Linked DNA regions of Sus scrofa: regions 2 and 3 are each linked to region 1. Evidence: chromatin contacts called from public HiChIP or PLAC-seq and promoter capture Hi-C data. All regions are on one chromosome and are shown on one strand. The core of a region is the stretch at or near the end of the contact, and the rest is flanking DNA. Distances in the headings are between cores, read along the strand shown. Region 1 holds the start of NEUROG2 (neurogenin-2). Region 2 overlaps ALPK1 (alpha-protein kinase 1). Region 3 holds the start of TIFA (TRAF-interacting protein with FHA domain-containing protein A).

The links. Promoter capture Hi-C pulls out the DNA fragments that hold promoters and counts their contacts. HiChIP or PLAC-seq counts read pairs in DNA pulled down with a chosen protein or histone mark.
Region 2: an H3K27ac HiChIP or PLAC-seq map of alveolar macrophages shows a contact between it and region 1. The contact joins the enhancer-like site here to the promoter of NEUROG2 in region 1. A contact is called at or near these places in 19 of 47 Hi-C or Micro-C datasets (brain, embryonic fibroblasts, epiblast stem cells and 13 more) and 1 of 2 datasets of contacts at active chromatin or transcription factors (alveolar macrophages).
Region 3: a promoter capture Hi-C map of fetal liver shows a contact between it and region 1, with 2.6 times the contacts expected there. The contact joins the promoter of TIFA here to the promoter of NEUROG2 in region 1. A contact is called at or near these places in 4 of 5 promoter capture datasets (fetal liver, fetal skeletal muscle, liver and 1 more) and 1 of 2 datasets of contacts at active chromatin or transcription factors (alveolar macrophages).

Annotation. Positions count from the first base shown.
Region 1 is chr8:110,198,085-110,202,424 of Sscrofa11.1, reverse strand. It overlaps NEUROG2 (neurogenin-2), which reads right to left and starts at 1,744. Exons shown (of 2, transcript XM_021101670.1): 1 at 1,641-1,744; 2 at 1-1,265. The coding sequence starts at 1,264. The coding sequence ends at 446.
Region 2 is chr8:110,351,316-110,355,032 of Sscrofa11.1, reverse strand. All of the region lies in intron 1 of ALPK1 (alpha-protein kinase 1), which reads left to right. Among named protein-coding and RNA genes, the nearest start is that of ALPK1, 15 kb to the left of the region's middle. Within about 2 kb of position 2,437, at least 13 of the 83 cell types and tissues checked have an H3K27ac peak or open chromatin away from gene starts, as enhancers often do. A contact at or near this core is called in alveolar macrophages, fetal liver and retroperitoneal adipose tissue, where this site is marked.
Region 3 is chr8:110,376,072-110,380,292 of Sscrofa11.1, reverse strand. It overlaps TIFA (TRAF-interacting protein with FHA domain-containing protein A), which reads right to left and starts at 2,476. Exons shown (of 3, transcript XM_013978948.2): 1 at 1,986-2,476; 2 at 1,125-1,170. It also overlaps the pseudogene LOC100514667.

The sequences.
Region 1 (4,340 bases), core at 495-2,994:
CATTTCTTTCTACTCGACATTAACATCTCTATGTAGAAGCAAAGGTGAAGAGATCACAGGAACCAGTTGCATTCCCCCTGGGAGATTCACACGAACGGCTCCGAGAGAGGGGAGGGGCGTCGGTCGGCTCTGCGAACTCTTTAGACAAGCCCCCTTCATCTCTTCCCGGCATCTTGTTAGCCTTAACAAATGCTCCCCCCGCACCTCTACTATTTTCTTTGACAGTAAGCTCCATCATACCAATAAATTAGGGAGCCTGTCTGAATGAAGGAAGCCTTTAGCCTAGGAATGCAACAAACAGCTGAGGAACTAGAACGGCTACACCTGCTCTGAGTAGTGAGACGGTTTCTAGGGCATGGAGCGCGGGGCAGGAAAGGGGTGGGAGGAAGGCTTGATCGAGGGCAGGAAAGGGTACCCACTAAAGCCTGGCGTGTGTAGCAGAGCTCTAGATACAGTCCCTGACTATGGGGAGGTGAGATGCGTAGCGGTGCTTGTCGGGAGGTGGGGACTGCCAATAGTCCATGTCTGAACCCGCCGGACTGGCAGGAGATAAAGTGCAGCTGTAGGGGGAGGTGGAGTTGGAGGATGCGGAGGAGGACGGCGCGGGGCTGTTGGTGCAGCTCCACGTGGAGGCAGGCGAAGGGCTGTCTCCGCTGCTACTCAGCGCGGCGCTAGAGCCTCCCGGGCTCAGCAAGACTGCCTCGGAGAAGAGCGCCCCCGGCAGGCCTCCGCCGCCGCCCCCGCAGTGGTCGGCCAAGCGGAGGGTCTCTGTGAGCGCCCAAATGTAGTTGTGGGCGAAGCGCAGGGTCTCAATCTTGGTGAGCTTTGCGTCCTCCGGGAAAGTGGGGAGCACCTCGCGCAGCGCATCCAGCGCCGCGTTGAGGTTGTGCATGCGGTTGCGCTCGCGGTTGTTGGCCTTCAATCTACGGGTCTTCTTGATGCGCTGCACCGTCTCGGCAGTTTTGGCGCCCCGAGAAACTGCCCGCGCCCTGGAGGGGCGCCGCTTGCACTCGTGCACCAGACCCAGTAGCCGCGCGGGTCGGCAGCCCTCTGTTCCTCCCGGCGAGCGGCCCTGCGCCCCGGGCCCGGCCTCTGCTCCACGCGGCCGACTCGCCCCGCCCGACGAGCGCAGCTCCTCCTCTTCCTCCTCGTCGGTGCTGGAAGACAGCGGGGTCAGAGCTGCTGAGGCGGGGGAGGCCGAGCGGAGCAACACCAACACGTCCTCTTCCTCCTTCAACTCCAAGGTCTCGGACTTGACGAACATCCTGGAGGAGAGAGCGGTGAAGGAGAAAGAACCGAACGAAGTGTTAATACAGAAGCAGAAGCAAGTTCTTGGTGTCACCGGGACGTCCTCTTGCGCGCTTCGGAGAAGACCGGCTCCGAACAGCGCCAAGGAGTAACGTAAGTTGGGGAGGAAACCGCGCCAGCGCCCTCCAAGCTCAGGAGCGCCCCTCGTTGCGACCCTGTCGCCGGCTAAGTGGGTTCCTAACGCTGCGGGCCGCCGTGGCGGTTGTGTTCCCTCCCGGGAAGGGAATGCGGCTCCCGCAACCGATTCAGCGGGAGCAAGAGGCTTTCGGGTGTGGTGGGACAGAGTGCGGGAAACACCGTTCCAAGTTGGAAGGCCCAGCGCGGATACTTACTTACTTGGCTCTCTAAATGTGCCTCAGCGTCGCTATTACTTTAGACTGTGCTGCGATTCTCCGCTCAGCTCGGAGCACAGCGCCGCGCCTTCTGCGGGTTGGAACCCTGCGGACCTGGCGCTACTGCGGCGCCGCTCCGCGGGGGACCTCTCCTACCCGCGAGGTTGCCAAGAGCCTCGGCGGCCGCGGTGACCCGCCCGGGTCTCGTGTGTTTTGGTGGTGGTGCGTGTCTGTCTGTCAGTCAGTCCCCGGCGGTGCGGCTCCCGGCACGCGACTCTTAGGCACTCCAGTTAAAGCGAAGCTGCTTGTGGTTCAGTGGCTGCGTGTCTGGCACACGACTCTCCTTAAAACCCCTTATATACCACCGAGAAAACAATCAGATCTGCCCCCGGGGCCCCCATCTCCCCCCACCCCCGGCCGCCGCCGCCTCCTCCCCACTCCCGTGCCGGCCCCCCTTCTCCCCCGCTTTTCCCTCTCCGGCTTACTCTTTTCATTGCATTATCATCATTCATTTCTTTCTCTTTTTTCACCCCCTTCCCCCCCTCCCCTAGGCCCTGCCATCCATCCCCCTCCCATCGCCCCCGCCTCTCTTTTCCCCCCTTTATCTAATCAGCATAAAATGGTTCTAAAGCTCCTGTTGGAGCTCGAGGCTGCGGTCGGACTGCTGAAGCGGTGGCGGCAGCATCGGCTCAAGCTGCGGCTGTTGTCGCCGCCGCTGCCCATTGTGATTGGTGGCTCGCGCTCGGCTGGAGCGTGCCGCTAATTTATTAATGAATGGAGGTCGCGAGGCGCAGCTGGCCAATCACGGCGTCCCGGACTCCGGGAGGCCTGCGAGCCACGCGCACCGGAGCCCGCTCCCTTTCAGCGGCTCATTAGGGGCCGGGGCGCTGGCGGCCGCTGGGGAGACCAAGGCGACAGCCCCCGCCGGATCCTCGAGGCTGCACCCCACCCCCCGCCCCCGCCGCGCGCGCACAGGCACCGCACCCGGCGCTGCCCAGCCTCCTAGCTCCCGGACGTTGGGATCCGAGGAATTAGTTAATGGGGGTCAGGATCCCGGGGAAAGCAGTTAGCCCTCTGGTGCTGCCGGCCGTGTGTTGGCAAAGCTTCTTAGGAGCTGTATCAAGTGGTGACCGATTTTAAAATGCATTCATTTAGTTAAAGGAGGAATGGGGTGTGGGTGGCGAGCTGTGGGCGCTTGGTGGGCAAGCGTGTTTAGGTTCCAGAGAGACTCACATGGGAGAGTGAGGCAGTTGGCAGGTTCATAGAGGCATTTCCTGCCAGGGGAGATCGAGTTGGGGGGTGCCGTAGACGGGCTTTCAGAGGGTGTGAGAAGAAAAGCGCTCACGTGTTAGATCTAAAAGGGACTCCTCGTTTTACTGTGACAAACTGAGGCTCTGAGCACTGCTACGGCTTTTTAGTTTGGGGTAGGGGTTAACCCCAGTTTATGGCTGGGCGGTACAGCAAGGAGGCATCCCGCCTGGGTGGCAGCCAGCACCTCCCTCCAGCGAATGGGCTGCACTGACATTTCCATGACCTCTGCTCCGCGCTGGGGGGCGTTGTAGGGACATGGGGCCCATACTCTTGATTCTCCCGGCTTTTCAATGGGAAAAAAGAGCTGAAGGGCTACTGGACTTCGGAGGGAACTTGTTCAGAATTGCTCAGCAGCACTCCCTCACGCCTCCTCCTCCTCACTTTGACGCCCACCCTCTTGTCAGAGTGGCCGACTTCTTAGGGACAGAACCCGAGCCCCCAGAAGTGGGTTCTGGGCCAAGTGTTAGATGGTACATAGAGATCAGGGGTGGATCTGGACTCCAGAAGATTGGAGAGGAGTCCCTTTTGCAAATGAGGTTTAAGCAAGGCACAGGTGGAATGTTAGAACGTGAAAAGCGGCAAGAGAGAAAGTGTCTGTGATCTCTGGCTCATTGACGTTGGAAACAAGTTGTATTTCAGAGACAGGGATGATGAAAGTGTTTTGGCGTGGTTTTAATTTGTTTAATGTTTTCTGCAGGGAGGTAATGAGCAGGCTTGCAAGACACAAAGTAAAGAAAATGAAAATTAGAAACCCGTGAAAGAGACTGTTACTCACGGCAGGTGCCCAACCTTCAGACTTCCTCTTGTCTTGAAATTATTTGAAAACTGCTATAATGGTCACCTTGCTGGTTCATGTTTGTGCTTGGCATCTCCTCCCCTTTAAAAAACAAATTCTCTAAATTTAAAAGCATTATTTCCCCAGTTCCTTCCTCACTCCTTTCAGAACAGCTTCATTTCTCCTGGCAGAAGTGCAGATATTTAAAAAGAAAGGACAAAAACGTCCAGTATCTCCAGAATACAGCATCTGCCTCGTGCACACTTCCTTGAGTCTCTGTCTCTGTGTGAACTTGCAGAATAAGAACTTCATAAAAGAGTTGGATCAAGCGAAAGATGTGTCAGTAGTGGACACCAGAAGTGCTTACCTCGGCTGCATGCACACACAGTGGCATTAGTTTATAGGTGATGATCACTGATACCAAAGAAATACTCTTTACAGCCCTGCTAAAGGAAAACCCTCAAAGGTCTTGGCTTAGTGGGCATAAAAATGGAAGAAACACATGGGAGCACATGCAGGATTTGGGTGTTAATTTTGAAAGAAACAGGGTGAGAAAGGAAATTTCTGAGGAAATAAGACTACTAAGAGCACGTACTGGAGTGATGGGACATATT
Region 2 (3,717 bases), core at 1,188-3,687, 150 kb before region 1:
TTATCCTATTTAATTTTTTGAGGAACCACCATACTGCTTTGGTAGCAGTTGTATCATTTTATATTCCTACCAACAGCATGCTAGGGTTCCAATTTCTTCACTTCCTGGCCAATACTTTTTCTGTTCCTTTTTTTTTTTTTTTTTTTCCCATATGTTGGAAATTACAATAACTCTGGCTCAGGTCGTCAGTGTCAGAAGTGAGACACGTGGACAAGGAGAAATCTCGACAAGACTCTTTACTTCACAGAAAGGTGTGGGCACTCCCAAGAAGTGTGCACACGGAACAAGGACCCTCCCCTATTTATCCCCAGGGCAGGTGATTTACCTGTCCCCTTCCCATTGGTCGGGTCAGGTGCACAATCTTCTGGTTGGCTAATTGAAACAAATTGTTACTGGGAAAAGAGGTATGGGGGTCGCAGAGTTGATTGATCTGGAGGGGGAGCCAGAGCAAAATGGAGTAACCAAGATTTCCTTTGACAGAAAAGACATTATGTTACTTTCTACACATAGCAGCCATTCAAATAGCTCTGAGGTGGTATCTCATTGTGATTTTAATTTTCATTCTCTTACTGATTAGTGATGTTGAGCATATTTTCATACGCTTTTTGGCCATTTGCATATCTTCTTTAGAGAAATGTTCAAGTCCTTTGACTACTTCTTTAATTGGGTTTTTTTTTTTGTGGTTTGATTGTTGGGTGGTAGGAATTATTTGTATATTCTGACTGTTAACTCTTTGTCAGCCATAATGATTTGCGCATATTTTCCCCGTTCCATGAATTTCCTTTTCACTCAGTTCATTATGTCCTTTGATTCACAGAATTTTTTAATTTTGATGTAGTCCAATTTATCTGTTTGTTCTTTTGCTGCCTATGCTTTTTATGTCATATCCAAGAAATCATTGCAAAATCCAAAGTCATGAAGATTTCCCCCTGTGTTTTCTTCTGAGAGTTTTCTAGCTCTTATGTTTTTGAGTTAATTTTTGTTTGTGGTATAAAGGGTCCAACTCTATTCTTTGCACAGGATATTCTGTTTTCCCAAAACCTTTTATTGAAAGGACTCTTTTCCCAGTTGAATGGTCTTGACACCCTCCTCAAAAATCATTTGACTATATATACGAGGATTTATTTCTGGGCTTTCTGTTCTATTCCATTGGTCTTTATGTCTGTAATTATACCAGTACCACAGTGTTTTCACTACTGCAGCTTTGTAATAAGTTTTGAAATCATAAAATTGGGAGACCTCCAATTTTGTTTTTCTTTTTAAACATTGTTTTGATTATTTAGGATCCCTTGAGATTTTATATGAATTTCAAGGTGAATTTTTGCTATTTCTGGGGGAAAAAAAACATTGGTCCTCAATGACTTTTTAAAATATAATCGCTATCACACAATTTTATATTCTCCTTTTTCTTAACATTATAATATAGTTATCCTATTAAAAAATAAGCATTAGTTCTTTTTATTCAAATTCTTCATAAATATACTTTACAATGACAACATAAGTGTAAACATACAAATGGAAGTATAACTGAAAGATTAGAAAATAGTTGTGCCTCAAATTATGTAGCCTCTGTATACTTTAGATACTGTAGACAAAAAAATGAGAAAAAATTTGATTCACAATATGTCAGGGCATTCAAATGCAATATTTATAGTAAGATAGTACATGATTAGGAGGAATGACAACCAATGTATTAGTTTAAAAGGACTGTTTAAACATGTATTACTTCTGACAAGATACAACTCAGAAATCCATTTATTTACTCAGCAAACACTATTGTGTCTCTGTGTTTTCGAAGCCCTAGAAACCTAAATATAAATTAGATGTGGTCTTAACTCTCAGGGAAAGGGAATAAGTACTAAAATGTCATGGAAGTCTAGTATGTGCCATGAGCTTTCACTTTTAGTCTTTGCTTTAAACCTATGAGGAAGTGGTGTTAGTCCCATTTAGAGTTGAGGAAAATAACATTCATTTCATAAAGGCTGAGCTCCCTGTCAAAGGTGACACAGAGAGTGAACAGTAGGGCTAGGATACAAGCTCAGCATTGTCTGCCTCCACAGCTCATGGCCTTTTCACTCTCCCAAGTTGCCTTTCAGCGATTATGACCTGGCACAGGAGACAGGAGTATATACAGCTGACTGTACATGAACTGTGATAGCAATTAATTCTGCTAGATAAAAGTCAAGAAGGGCTTTAGAGAAGAGTCATCATAATGTAAGACTTGAAACCTGAGGATTTTATTAGATAAAGATGGGAGAGCAACATTGATCCATTCATTCATTCACTTTATTCACAAACCTGCACTGAGCTTCTCCCCTGTGTTAGTCACACAGCTAGCTCCAGCTGTGTGCTGGAGATTCGAAAGAGAACCAGTGAGACACTGGCTACTCTCAGGAGTCACAGTCTCTTGGGAGACCGTTAGGTAACTGATACATGACAAAGCCTTGTGCCACGCTCTGCCACATGGTCTAAACAGAGTACTCTGGGATGCTATTCCAAGGTACTAAGCACAGGTGCCCAGTGGCAGAAACTATGCTGTATTATAGATGGTGCTGAGCATGGCAGGTTGGACCCTCCATGCCAGATCAGAGGCTTGGACTTCATCTGATAGGCAACAGCAAGCCAACAGATGTTTTAAGTAGATAAGGGCTACAGTTGGTTCTGTTTTTAAGAAGTTATCTGGCAGTGCGTGAAGGGCAGTGTGCTCAGATAGGGAAAGAAACAGGTGGCAGGAAAACTACAATAAAGGCTAACGGTCTGAACTGGAGAGGCCCCAGTATAGGCAGCAGCAGGCGAGATTGCGAGAGCAGAGACCATATTTATGAGGAGAAGTTGGCAGACTGTGTAGACTGTAGGATGCGTAGTGATAAGGTGGGAGTGAACAGATAGGCATGAACAAAGGTTTCAGGTCATGTGTAGATTCAGAACACCTGCTTTTTTTTTTTTTTTTTGGCACATGAAGGACCTATGGAGCATTTCATAAGTAGATCATGCTCTTTTGAGTTATCAGTGTTTCTTTCATATATTTAGTCATTCTAAAATACTCTAAGGTTTTAATAATTTTTTTTCTCTCAGATGGTGTAAACATGCCCTACAATGCTTTTACACTGTTAATTTGGTTATCATACTCTTTCTCCATAGTACAAGTGTACTTTTTATTGTCGTTATATTAAAACATCATAGATTTTGAGACAAGGATAATGATTTTTTCTGTAATAAAATTCTGAAAGTTTAATGACTTTTTTTTCTGAAATGGAATTAAAAGAAGACTATTGGTAAGGTTAAATAATATGCATCACTATTTTAATGTTTAAAAAAAGTTTTCCAAGAGTTCCCTTGTGGTGCAGCATGTTAAGGATCCCGTGTTGTTGCTGGAGTGGCTCAGGGTTGTTACTGTGGTACAGGTTCGATCCCTGGCCTGGGAACTTCCACATGCCGGGGTGCACCCAAGAAAAAAAGTTTTCCTTTTTCTACATCATTACTAATGCTTGTAATTTATTTAGGTCTTTTTTTCTGTGAAATGCCACATTTGTTTTCATTAACACGTAAAAATATACATCTAGTTGAAAAGTGGTCTCATATGCCTGTAGTGTTAATGCCACCAGAAGAGGGAGGCAGTGAGGCGTTATAAGAACAAATTTACTGGCTCTTAAGTTGCAAAGAATTAAGACCATGATGTGAATGATAAAACGTTTGTCCTGGCTGACATCCTAATTA
Region 3 (4,221 bases), core at 1,227-3,726, 180 kb before region 1:
GCAGGATTCAAACAGAACAGAAATGCACCCTCTCTCTTGCCCACTACAAACATTACTTCCTATTACCAGTTACTTCACAAACTATAGCAGATAACCTGTAGAGAAGAGGTCCACAGAGGTGTGTGCACTAGAACCAGCAAGACACCAAGCTAGCATCTAGTGTTGGGGATGAAAATACACTATTTCTGCCTCCTCTATAAGAGCAAGAATCTATGAAGCACCAGGTTCCCACAAGTTACCAGTTATTCTTAAACCTGGGTGTGTGGATGCTGTATGTCACTAATAATTCTGGTAGGTTGTTAGCCCTGAAGTCGAGTAAATTATGGTCTCTGACTTCGAGGAACTTAGAAACTAACCTATTCACTAATCTCCAGAGCTGCAAGTTCCCTCTACAAAGTGGCCTAAATCTCTGACATTTTCAGAGTGGACAGTAGGAAAACAGAAAAGTCAGAAACTAACAAAATTAAAAAAATAAATAAATAAAATAATAAAATTGGTGGATCTTTATTTTAAAAGTTACTAGTGACAACAAAAAACAAACACGGAGTTCCTATCCTGGCTCAGCGGAAACGAATCCAACTAGGAACCATGAGGTTGTGGGTTCAATCCCTGGCCTTGCTCAGTGGCGTTGCCCTGAGCTGTGGTTGTAGTTCGCAGACACAGCTCCGATCTGGTGTTGCTGTGGCTCTGGAATAGGTGGCAGCTGTAGCTGGGACTGGACCCCTAGCCTGGGAACCTCCATATGCCGCAGGTGCGGCCCTAAAAAGGCAAAAGGCAAAAAATAAATTAAAAGTCACTAGTGTGTAGGTGCTCAAAAGCAGCTTTTTCAAATGTTTGGCTAAAGTTATCAAAGAAACAAGAACAATGAGCTTATGTAGCGGTAAGGGTTACTTCTGCAGAGGGAAATGGGTTGGGGGTGGACAAGAGACTTTTCACTGCATGCTCTGTACCTTTGCAATTTCAGGCCATCTAATAGCTCTTCAGACATCTAACAAATATTTTCTTTACAAAATCAAACTCTGATTTTTATGAAACTAAATGGAGTTGGAGATTATCCCCAAAATGGAAAATCATGATCTCTGACACCAAAAAGTTGTAAAACACTGAGATGATGTCTGACTTACTGTAATATCTGTGTCAACAAATGAACGACAATAACTTCTGCTGGCACTGGAAGGGAACAGAATAGGAAAGGAAGAGAAACTTGGAAGCAAAGCAAAAGACAGCGATCCCGACAACCCAACCCCTACCCCTGTCACCAGATCATCATCCGCAGCGTGGCTTTAAAGAGATGCATGAACGCAACTATTCAGCAGAATTCATACTTACTGAAGTTACAGGTCTCGCTAAAGGAGTCATGAAAACTACAAGGAGCCGGAGGAAACCCTTAGGAAAGCTCAGGGGTTTTTTTCAGGGAAGATGTCTCCTTTCTCCAACTCTGCCTGATTGGCCAATAACTAGTCAAAAGGCAGAGACCGATTCCCTGTGGCTGCGCGGGCTTCCGCTGCGAGGCTCAGTGCGGATTCTGGCTCTAGAAGATTTGGGAAATTCCCCCGTTAAATCTGAAAGCTGGAGAAAGTCTCAGAAAGCAAGGGATGGCGTTATTTTCCTAAACTAGCCGGCTGAAGCAAAGAAGGCAGGTCTACACGCAACCCCTCTATGACCTACGCTTCTTAAATGGAATTCTTTTTACTGGTTAGGAAAACAAAACAAAACAAAACCTTTGCAAAGCACAGAAAAGTACAAGGAAAACACACCCCATCTCCAATAGTTCCCCCGCTCCATTTATAAACATCTATTTTGGGAAGCTGGGAGCTCGCAGTAAATTGCTAGAGCGTCTGCCGGTAGCTGAGCCTGCAAGAGGAGCAGGTGATGACTTTCTACACAACGGCCCGGAAGACTCCTAGACAATGGTTCCCTCTCCCGTGATAAACAGAAAAGACACAGGCCCCACTTCACCCCTCAGACCTCCACCTGGCAGGTACCTTGGGGTCCCAGAGTCCGTAAATTTCCTCTTCGCTTTCCCGGGCTCGGCACGAGGTTATGGGACGTGATCTGGCGGAGTCCCTCCTGGCAGGTACCTTGGGGTCCTAGAGTCCGTAAATTTCCTCTTCGCTTTCCCGGGCTCGGCACGAGGTTAAGGGACTTGATCTGGCGGAGGCCCTCGGATCCGGGATGGACACGGCTCACCGCCTCGTGTCCGCACTGGACTACGGACCGCAAGTTGCCGGCGGGCTGAGCCGTGGCTTCTGAGGTGGAGGTGGGGGAAGCAGGTGTGAGCCCAAGCGGGGGGACAGGGCCGAGCGGGGAAAGAGGGGCGCAGACGCAACCCAGCGGGCGCCCGGGAGACTGCGGGGTCCAGACCCTCTCGCGCGCGCGGCAACTCCTTCCACTGGCAGGCCGAGCGCACCCCCTCCTCCGAGCCCTTATGAAGACCGAAAGTGCCGTTTTCAGACTCCGCCCGGCCCCCGCCCCTTTCCCGCCAGATGGTCACGTCCGCGGCCGCCCTTTCAGACTAGAAGCCCAGCCTCCAGACCGGGTGCGATGCGCGGTAAACCCACCGGGGCCCCACGCGCCCCCACCCCCACCCCCAAAACAAGGGCCCCTCCAAAGAGGGTGCGACTTGCGAGCTGGATTTTGAAAAGGGAAGGGAATCACTTTGACATTCAGACTTCCCCACATCACACACTGCAAGGGTTAGCCTGGGACCAGGGTGAGGAGAAGTGCGGAGTTGAATTAACCTACCAAGCAAGCCATGTGCGTGGCACACATTATTCTTATCTAATCCTCACAGTCGGGAGAGTAGGTCTCCCTCATAAAGGAGTGAACGGAAGCCCAGAGAGTGGTTAAGTTTCGGGGCGAGGAACAGGATCTCAACTTGCGCCAAAGGTCATTGGCCTCCTGCTGCCCCTGGTGTCCTCACCGTACATCCGGGCGACCAGTCCAGGCACTTCCTCTCTCTCCATTCATTTTAAGGGACTCCTCACTCAACATCCAGAGTCTCGGGTTCCAAAAGTAAGGACTGGTACTTTGTGTCACGGGAAACGGTGGGAGGAGAAAAAGGATTGAAGCAGCGGTGGGAGAACAAAGCTTGCCATTATGAGGTCACACTGGCCTACTTAATTCAAGGCTTGGGAAACCACCTACCAATTCTGGTAAATGTCTGATGGAAGCCAATCATTTGTCTGGGTTCTGTCCTTGACTTCAAGAGTGCTTGTTTATGGGTCTGTTTCACTGGCAATAAAATGACAGTGACGCTTGCTGCTTTACCACCTGATAAAGAGTTGTGAGGAAGGGTTAAGTATTGAACTCTCAGAGTTAGATATAGTCAAGAACCATAAGCATGAGGAAGGAAGTGTGCCCCTATCTCAGGCAGATTCTTCTAAGGCTATAATTTTGGTCGTTAATCATCAACACTTGTTATTTCTTCTCTGAGCGATAGCCACAGGATCTTTTTTCAGGGGAACATTAGAGCAGGTGGAAGATAAGATGTGCAATTTGAGGAGTTCACTTCGTGGTCCCTGATTAACGAACATGCCTAGGATCCGTGAGGAGACAGGTTCCATCTCTGGCCTCGCTCAGTGGGTTAAGTATCCGGCATTGCTATGGCTGTGGCTTAGGAAGGGCAGCGGCAGCTTGGACTGGACCTCTAGCCTGGGAACTTCCATGTGCTGCAGGCGTGGAAGTTTAAAAAAAAGAAAAAGACATGCAAGTTGAGCACAGCAATAAATTCTTACTATAAAATAATATCAGAATTTGAGTTTCTGATATCTGACCTTTAAAATTAAATGAGATGTGAAACTGCTTTATAAACTGCAAACGACTAAGTAGGTGTCATTAATAACATTAATAGAGAAAATGCAACAACAGCTAAAATTCATGATGCTGAACATTATTCCATTTTACTGTTTCCTTGAAGATGACTTACCTGATTGACTTAATGTCCCAAAATGAGACTTTGAATAAACCTTCAATTCCAGATCAGAATCAAATCTCAGTAATGATTTTCTCCCCCTGAGAACTGGTGAAAAATAATGGGCCTTAAAACTGAAAATGGCTAATGGGAGTTGAGCAACAGCCAAGAGTGCACACTTGAAAAGTTTCTGTTCTTAAAGGTTTGAGGAGACAGTTGGTAGTGGCTAATTCTCCTGATTTCAAACTATACTAAAAGTCTATGGTAATCAAAAGAGTATGGTACTAGCACACACACAAAAAAAACCC